2 separate regions of the Zea mays genome follow, and region 1 is linked to region 2. Evidence: chromatin contacts called from public Hi-C data. All regions are on one chromosome and are shown on one strand. Each heading gives the region's core, a stretch centred on a gene start, on an enhancer-like site or on the middle of the called end of the contact. The rest is flanking DNA. Distances are from core to core; before and after follow the strand shown.

What was found. Hi-C and Micro-C count contacts between places; a contact is called where the count stands out from the background.
Region 1: a contact with region 2 is called in a Hi-C map of leaf mesophyll, with 2.4 times the contacts expected there. The contact joins the enhancer-like site here to the promoter of LOC100191460 in region 2. A contact is called at or near these places in 2 of 25 Hi-C or Micro-C datasets (leaf and leaf mesophyll).

The regions. Positions count from the first base shown.
Region 1 is chr4:235,975,508-235,980,268 of Zm-B73-REFERENCE-NAM-5.0, forward strand. No RefSeq gene overlaps it. Among protein-coding and RNA genes, the nearest start is that of TRNAA-AGC, 7.1 kb to the left of the region's middle. Within about 2 kb of position 2,569, at least 1 of the 20 cell types and tissues checked has an H3K27ac peak or open chromatin away from gene starts, as enhancers often do. A contact at or near this core is called in leaf mesophyll, where this site is marked.
Region 2 is chr4:235,705,502-235,710,573 of Zm-B73-REFERENCE-NAM-5.0, forward strand. LOC100191460 (phosphoenolpyruvate carboxylase3) reads right to left here and starts at 2,080. Exons shown (of 10, transcript XM_008678212.3): 1 at 1,588-2,080; 2 at 1,095-1,486; 3 at 885-969. The coding sequence starts at 1,743.

The DNA of each region.
Region 1 (4,761 bases), core at 1,319-3,818, 270 kb after region 2:
TTGTGTCGGATTGCACCCGGAATGGTTCCCGCTAATCAAAATCTATATAAATTAGAGAATCAATCCGGTTAGGAATCGTTCTGACCCACCAATCCGATGCAAACGAACAAGGCCTGATTATTTTTCCATTTAATTTCTTTTTTAAAGCTAGTTCCAACCGAAGATTTGCAAGTTTGCCATTATTGGAAATTTGCTATTAGACCCACAAATCATAGACAAATATGGACCCACTAAACATAGGTTCAAATGGCATAATAGCAACGAGGTAACAAACTGAGTGGTAAAATATCTATTATGTCAGTTCTAATCGAGATCGGTACTAACTACTCATCGGCGGTTTGTACTGACCCAAATGGTCAACACAACAGTCGGTGGGTCTATCGATCAATCGGTTTAAGTGTTATCGACCGTGTTGGAGTAGGACCGACCGCGATGTTGGAGAATCGCTTGGTACCGACCAACCGCATGTTGTTACGTGTCGTCTTCTGATTGGCACGTGTCATTTTGATAAGTTCAAAAAATTCAAAATCAATTCAAAAAGTTCATGGAATTTTCCTTATAAATAGAGGGGGTTTAGGTGCATTCACCCCCCCAAACTCCAAATTCTTTGTCATATTTCTTTTTTCGAAAGCACGGCCCAAATTTTTATTAGATACGAAAGAGGAATACACTATCGAAAGAAATGAAAGCAAAGCACAAGGTAACAAAAGCCTCCCACACAATCAAACTCACTCAAAAAAAAGACCCTCCACACTCACTAACATTCATTAACACTTAAAAAGCAGCAGCAGTCGTCCGCTGCACGAAAATGTCTTCGTTGATGAGATAGGCGATTGCTGAGACTAACTTCTCCAAATTTTTGAAATGTTCTTCTATCCTTTCTTTCCAATTCTCCCACCAAAAATAGATCATGAGACCATCAAAACATCTGCATTCTTGCTTCATAACTTTTAGTTGAATTCTTTCTCCACCATTTATACAACGATCCTTGGCGGTCCACAGCTTGGAGGGCATTGCGATGGAAACAAAGGAGTAAAAGGTCCCAAACCCCCTAGGGAACACACAATCCTTAAAAAGATGGGCAATAGTTTTTTGCTCCTGTTTGCACAGCTTGCGAATTGGGTCATACAACCAACCTCCGAGCAATAAATTGTTTGTCGTGAGAATTTTCATGTGAAACAAAGTCCAAGCAAAGAAACAACATTTAGGTTTTGTTTTCGCCCTCTAAGTCGGTAGAAGCCTGAGCTTGGGCATGCTGCCCTGGAACTGGGCAAGGTAGGTGCTCTTAGCAGAGTATTCGCCATCAGGATTCCATCTCCATCTTATTTCATCCTCTCTGGTATGGTCCAAAGACACCTCATTAATGGCCTCCCAGATACCCACAAACTGAGCTCTCTAGTAGGGCTCTTCCTCTGCTAGCTCTAACTTTGGCTTTGATCTAGAAAAACAACCCCTTATTTTAAGAAAGGGCACCATATTTAGTTGGAAACACAACTCCTCCTATAGCTTCTTGTAGGATGTGGGTCCGAGGAAGAGAAAAACATGAAAGATGAGCTGATAGAAGCTCATTTTTCTAGCTCTCGCTCTACATATTTTTTGGATGAGCTCATCTCTCTTTTCTACAAAGAGCCCATCAAAGAGCCTCCTATTTAATAGATTTTTTCAAAAAGAGCTGTTGGGGGATTCTTTGGAGGAGCGTACCAAAGTGGGTCTTATGACCTTCCACTCTATATTTTAATACAGATGTTAGAAACTTTGAAACATTCATCGACTTGTTTGTCTAATTCACCTAACTCCTAGACATCACGATCGCTTTAGAAATGCTCTACCCGCGGAGATGTTGGTTGTGTGCAAGCACCTGTTCCTTTCCGGACCGATGTCCAACTCTCACCTGTGCACATTGAAGCCTGTCGGCTTGTTCGGCTGCTAGTTTCTACAGTGGCAGCTGCTGCAGCCGCCTGCTGCTTGCTGCTGTAGGAACAGTGTTTGTTTGCAGCTGCAGCTGGATGAAAATGGCAGCCGAACAAGCTGATGGATGTCACTGCCCTCTTGCACAGAACTTGCGCACCTCTCTTCTGTCATTGCAAAAGACACCAGAGACGTGAATTTTGTGACAGCGATGCTTTGGCCTCAACCATTCCAACTCCATAAGGTAACATGGGAAACAATTCAATTGTCATTATCTCCAGCTTAATAGCGTATATAACATTGTGTTCGATAAGAAGATATGATCATATCTCTATCATCTTTTGCTTATATAAATAGGTCCCTTGTACCTTGTATAACACACCACATTCTTGTGGTTTTTTTCTCTCTCATGGAGTTTTTTCCACATTAAACTTTGTATCTCTTTTTTCCCCTCTATGATTATAACAATTGGTATCTACAGCTAGTTTAGACACTTTATTCTCAGTCGCCGCCGCCGCAGGTTCTTCCTTCCGAAAACATATCGCTTCTCGCCACCGCCAGTTCATCTGCTTGCAATTCGTTTATCTGCGGGAGACACCGGTTATCAAATCTGCTACCGCCGTCCCTCGCGTGGGCCCTCCGTGGTCTCGTCAGCGCTGGTCTTTGTAGTGTCCTGGCCTCGCTGCACTACTCTGTTATTGGGTTTCGTCTGTCCTGCTGCGTCACTCTTCTTTGGAGATCTATTCTCCTCTTGCTGCCAAGTACCAACTATTGGATTCTACAGTCAAGATCGATTTTTGTGCCCGATTCAAATCAAGTAATCTCATGTGAAGTGCTTTTGGGATTTCGTGCCTTTCGAGGACCACCGCACAAGGGAGAAAATCACTCAAATTTTTTATTTCATAGATTGCACGTAGATTACTATTTCACTTCGAATTTCTTTATCTCACATAATAGATGTCGTCTAAAATTGATATTCCAAAGTTTGATGGCAAGATCAGTATTGCTATTTGAAAAATTCAGATAAAGGTTGTTCTTACTCAGTTATGTGTACGAAAGGCGTTGCAAACGCGACCTGCTAACATGGCTGATGATAAATGAGAAAATCTTAATTAAAAAGCTTTGTCCGTCTTATAGCTCAGTTTATCTCCTGGTATTATTACACAGTTAGTTTTAGCTTTTGTACCTCCTGTTAGTAACAGTCACTCTATTGCTCAAGATAGACCTAGAAGGAATATTGTTTTGCCACATCGATATTGTGACACTGACAGTATGGCTTATTATACTCTCATTGCTGCTCAAGAAACTAATGTTGCATTTGAACCTTCTTCTTATTCGGAAGCTATCTCATGTGATAATTCATCCAAGTGGTTAGTTGCTATGAATGATGAATTTGAGAGTCTTCAAAAGAATTCTACATGGAAATTGGTTGAGCTTCCTAAAGGTAAATCCTTTAAAGTGCAAGTGGATTTATAAGAAAAAGGAAGGTATATCTAGAGTTGAACCTACAAGATTTAAAGCTCGTTTAGTTGTGAAAGGTTTCGAACAAAGGGATGGTATTGATTTCAATGAGGTGTTCTCTCCTATTGTTCGTCACACTTCTATTTGAGTTATGCTTGCTATTGTTGCTTTATTTGATTTGGAGTTAGAGAAACTTGATGTTAAAACTGCATATTTCATGGAGATTTAGATGAGGATGTTTATATGACATAACCTCAGGGTTTTTCTGCTCCTAGTCAAGAGCACTTAGTTTGTCATTTGCAGAAATCTCTTTATGGTTTGAAATAAGCTCCTAGGCAGTGGTATAAGAGGTTTGACTCGTTCATGCTTGCACATGGTTATTCTCGAAGCAATTATGATCACTGTATTTATTTGAAACATTTCCCAAATAAATATTTTGTGTATCTACTGCTTTATGTTGATGATATGTTGATTGCTTCCCATGACAAGTCACTAATTGTTGAATTGAAGGCTCAACTTAATCATGAATTTGATATGAAAGATCTTGGACCAGCAAATAAAATTCTTGGGATGGAAATTTAGTATGATCGTCGTGCTGGTACTCTTTTTCTATCTCAGAAAAGTTTTATTGAGAAAGTTCTTGAAAAGTATAATCTCAGTAATTGTAAATATGTTGCTACACCATTTGCTTCACATTTTAAATTGTCATCGAGGCAATGTCCTGTTACTGAAGATGAGAAAGAATACATGTCTCACATACCATATACTAATGTTGTTGGAAATCTCATGTATGCTATGATATGTACAATACCCAATCTGGCTCATGCTCTTAGTGTGGTTAGCAGATTCATGCACAATCCTGGTAAAGAACAATGGAATGCAGTAAAGTGGATTCTTCGCTACTTGAAACGTACTTCTCATTTTGGATTATTGTTTGACAAGAATTCAGTGAAGGAAATTGGTGTTATGGGATTTGTTGAGAGATTTATTGATTCTGACTTTGCTGGTGATCTTGATAAGAGACGCTCCATATCTGGTTATGTATTTTCATTATGCGGTTCTGTGGTGAGTTGGAGGGCTTCACTTCAGTCTGTTCCTACTCTTTCCACTACTGAAACATAATATGTCTCAGCTACTTAAGGGGTTAAAGAAGCTATTTGGATGCAAGGTCTTATTTCTGAACTTGGTGTTCCTCAGGATGTCATTAAGGTTTATTGTGATAGTCATAGTGCTATTTGTCTGACCAAGAATGACATGTATCAATTCAAGACCAAGTATATTGATATCAAGTACCACTTTATTCGTGATATTGTTGTTGAAGGCAAGATTAAAGTGGACAAGATACATACTGATGAAAATCCTGCAGACATGCTTCCAAAGCCATTATATAAT
Region 2 (5,072 bases), core at 830-3,329:
GAGAAAAGTGTTGGTACAACCAAGGTGAAGTTTCATTGGAAACATCTAATAGGATCTAATATAACCTCAAAAACAAGTTAGTAAAAACTACAAAAATATGTGCTCTTCACCAGATTAATTTCAAAAAGTTTGGTGCCCACTACTGATAACAATAATTTGTGTGTGTTTAAGAGTTGGCTTGACATAAGGTTAGTTATTTCCAAAGGTTTGACAGCTACTTCTGATAACAATAACCTTGAGGTAGAAGTCTGTAGCACAAATAACAATGACTATAATTTCACACACAGGAAATATTTGTTGTGCACAGCACACCCAGAGAACCTTCCAACTTTCTCAGATAACTAGACTTCTGTCAGTGCTATTATCAACTAATCTCCATTGCCCATTGGGTATATCTTCTTGGTTCTTTCTCAAGGAAGAAACTGCCCTAGTGTATATGCTTTACTGCTTTCTTCCTAAGTTCATATCACCTTGTCTTGTTCAAGTTATTACGTATCCTACTATCAAAAGAACGGTATATAGACAATAGATATAGCATTCTAGCCCAAAGAACGGTATACAGTCTCAGAATCTGACAGGCATCACTCACATAAAGAGGCCAAAAAATGCAACATAAGCTAACTTGTCTTTCAGGAGTGGGACAAAGTTCTAATAACACTAATGTGGAGATGCCTATGCTCTGGATCCGCACGTTAAAACCCCGAAGCCCCTGGCTCCATCAAGGACAAAAGGGCCTAGGAGATGATCAGCTAAATAATGAACACCTATTTTCCAACTAGAAATGTTAACGAAAGGTTGTGGTGCGCTTAATCTGCAGTAAATCATCAAAGTGATCTTTTTAATAAAACATTTTCAGCTCAAGTGGTGAAGTCAATATATTTTACCTCCCTCTGAAGTGCCTCATCAAGCTCCTGCTTGTCGTCAGCAGTGATGTCCTTGGCATAGAGCTGCCGCAGGCAGTTACGGATCCTAAACAACAACAAAACAAACAACACCACGGGGCAGGGGAGCATTCAGCATTTGCTTCCGCACGCATGGACTTCAACCAAAGCAACCACAGTCCACAGTAACGCTACGACTACGATCATTCTCACCTGCCGTGCTTCTGGAGAAGAGACCTCCTCACGGATTGTGTAGGGTGGGCGGTGAAGACGAGGTCGACGGTCTGGCTCTTGAGCGCGTCGAAGACCTCCTCCCGCGACTTGCCGAGCTGCGAGACGAGGCGCTTGAGCGTCTCCTCGATGTCCGACTCTGTCGGCGCGGAGGCCTCGTCGGCGAAGTCCCCACGCTTTAGCTTGATCCGGCGGCGGTGCGCGATCTGCACTTCCTCGGCAAGGTTAGCGAGGTTGAGCATGTGCGAGAAGGAACTAGCGACGACGATGGAGTCCCCCGGCGGCAGGCTGGTGAGCTTGCTCCCGAGCTCGCCAAGCCGAGCCTCATCCCGGTCGTTCTCGTACTCCGCCGAGAGCTCGTAGCACTCCTGCACCTGCACACGCGAAGAGAAGCCACCTGATCAGCACGTGCACGGCTTCGTCGAAACATGCGGATCTGGGGGTGAGGAGGAAGGCGGTACTGATCGGGGCGTACGAATTCGCGTAGGTGGGGGCCGTGCAGGTCCTGGAGGATGTCAAGGAAGCGGTCGACGAGGAGGGCGTCGTACTCGACGAGCTTGTCATCCTCGGAGACCTTCCCGGGGGCCAGCAGCCGCAGCTGCGCGTCGATCGACTGGTGCCGCTCCGGCATCGCGGCGCAGCGAATCGAACGAATCAAATTCCCGCCCGGCGGCACAGACAATCCCCTCTCGCCCGCGAGCCCGCAGCGGGCGTGGGAAATGGAGAGTGGTGGAAGCCTCTGCTCGCCTGAGCGGGGCGCAGGTGGAGGCGGAGATTGGGCGGTGCGCGCGGCGGAGATGGGGTGGGAAGTTCGGAGTGTGCGTGCCTATTCTATTTGTACGGGGGGACGGGAGCCCGGGTTGATGGTGATCGTGTGCGGGCCCGTCTGGAGAATTTTATGTTCCTGAGCCCGTGAGCCGTGCGTCTCCCTCGTTGTCGGGACTCATGCTAGTTTTGCAGATTGGTCCTGCGGACTTTGCGATTATTCATAGTTAGGCAAGTGTTAGGGCTTGTTTGGTTAGCTCTCAATTCATATGGATTGGGTGGGATTGGATGGGTTTGAATCCCAGACAAGTCAAATTTCTTCTCAATTTTTTCCAATCTCATTCAATCCATGTGTATTGGGAATAACCGAACAAGCCCTTAGTGGGGTTATAAGGTCTTTTTTATTCTCGCCTCTAAGCACTCTAGAGTACTTTAGCTCAGTTATCTAGAGTTCTAGTACTAGATCTGATGGACTAAAGTTTAAATCTAACTTTATACTTTTTAAAAGTTTAGAGTTTTAGAGGAGCATCATGAGGGTATTTGGCAGAGCTCGACTTCACAAAAGTTAGGTCAACGTTATAAACTTCATAGTTGAGCAGCTCTACTTCAAATTTGCGGAGTTTCTAAAAGTGTTTGCCTTACAAACAAATTTAAGCTTCACTAAAATAGGATTTTCTTTAGAAAAGTCACTTGTACCCTTGAATGGTTGTTTGAGATTGTTTATTTACATGTTTTTTATAAAAACTTTAATAGAAAATAATAGTATGCCATAGATATAATAAAAATATTTATAAGGCATACTAATATATAGTGAGTATAATCTATGATTTTATAAATATTCCAAAATTGTACCATTATAAATTTGAATCACAATAATCTACTTCCAAAAATAGTACCATTATAAATTTGAATCACAATAAACTACTACCGCTATATACTAGTTCTAACATTGGGCGATAGCAGTCGCTAACTTATCTACAAATAGATATTTATTTTTAAAGTAAAGGTAATGAAGCAACTCAAGTCACCATAAGTCACCTCAACTTCTTAGGCCATCTCCAGCAGGTCGTGTAAACGACCGTATAAAGTACTGTTTTGCACTGTAGATTGTACTGTTTATAGAGTGAAGTTTGAAATAGGGTGTGAGATAGAGAGTGGGTTAGGAAGTCTGCTAGAGATAGTCTTATAGTGACAATATAGACCTAGCTTTATAATCACAAGTATCACGAGTTCGACCGACAAGGAATCACACGCAGTAGATCAAAAAGATTACATGCCTTAGACTTATATTTATAGAGCATGTTTGATTGGCTGGTACACACCAACATCCACGGTTGCGCGCCTCTAGGCGGGTAGCGAACGCGCTCAGGCTCTGATATACTCCTGAAGCTCCTGCATTCTCCCTAGTTCTTCACTCTTTTTTGCATCTCTATTGTTTCTCAGCGGGGGATCTTTTGTCGAAGGGGGATGTTTAGGGGGAGAAAATCTGGACCATTTTAGGGAGAAATTCTTGTCTGGATTGTTGGGGAGAGATTTTGGATTTTTGGAGCTCCTTCCTATCAAGGGGGAGTTGTAATACCCAAAAAAGGAATACAATGAGTATATAGTTGATATTCTTATATTGTGTGCCATAACTTCATCATAAAAGGAGCATGCCTATAATTAAGAGTGATGAATAAATATATATATATAATGTTCAAATGGAATACACATCATGTTGAGGTTTTTTGTGTGCATTTTATGATGATATAAATATGTAAAAAGAAATCTGTTAAATATCCAAATGGGGATTTAAATCCTAAAGGAAATCCTAGAATGGAGAAAAAGAGAAGAAAACACTAAACAAATAGGATAAAATAAAAATATAAATGAACTAAAATTCAGTTCATATTGTTATAGACATTTAACCTGAATTTGAACTTCACGCACATGGATTCAAATTGGAAATTCAAATTCAAAAGAGAAGAGAAGAAAAGAAAATATAAAATAAAAAGAATAAAAGAAAAGAGAGAGCACTATAGCGTCTGGGCCCAATCAGGTCGGCCCATTTCCCCAATCCCTCTCCCGCGGCCCGTTCTCCTACCTTCTCACCCGCACGGTGGTGTCTCTGGTGCAGCGGGCCCACTCGAAAGCGGCTGTCCTCGGTTCCGCGCGCGGTATGGCCGATCCTCTGACTGTCTGGTGGGGCCCGCATTTCGGTCGTTGGCTCCGCGCGGACTCGCTCGAGCTGTCGGTCACAGACGCATGGACCCCTCCCTGTCAGCCGTTTCTTCCCCAGCGCAACAGAACCGCGCGGGATTGCCGCCGCACGGCGCGGAGCGTGGCGAATACCTCTCCCTCCTCCCAGGCCTGGACTTCGGGAGTTAAATAGGAATCCCCGTGACTCGTTCCGCCCCAAGTTACCTTCTCGCGTGAACCCTTATCCGGGATAGAATCCACTATTTGGCTGGAGCGCCATTGGGGGCTCGGCGGAGCACTCTGCGCGCGATTCTCACGCCCGCGGCCGCCCGGTGGTCAAGAAGGTGCGCGTGGAGGTTCATCTGTAGCCGTGGATCGGACTCAGGCAAGCAATTGGACGTTGTGTCGCGTGTGGGAGTGGAATTGCTCGTCGGAGGCCAGTAAACCCGTCGGATCCTCCCCTTTCCATGGACTACACGCGTCACACCGTCACCTTCGGTAAGAATCGGTTGCCCGCCCTCGCCTTTGTCCACTCATCGCATGGCGCGCGTTTGATCGAGGCTTACGTCCCGGAATCGCGGCCTGGCCATCGTCGGCCATGGTCGCCGCCGTGAGGGTGGGCGGCGCCATTGTGCGCATCGGTCAGGTTGGGGAAAGGTTACCAGCCGTAGATCTCGGGTTCGATGGTTGTGATTAGATGTCAGCTTACCCACCCGCGAGATTATTTTAGGGCCGTAGTTCTTCGGATGTGCGGGTGCGCCGGTGTCGTTGGATCCCGGCCCTTGGATGGCGATCTGACGGTCCGTCTCCGATACCAGTTCTGGGAGTCGTTGGTCTAATTTGTTCCGCTAGTTTCCAATCCAACGACTGAGAAACATCGATACCCCTTCGCCGAGCCTGTTTGTAAAAGAGCCCCTCGCCTTTTAGCGAATCAACCCGCCGTCCACGCTCGTAGCTTTCTGTGTCTTAGGCAAACTTACCCCGGGGCCCCCTGGACTCTCTGGAAATTGATGCGAG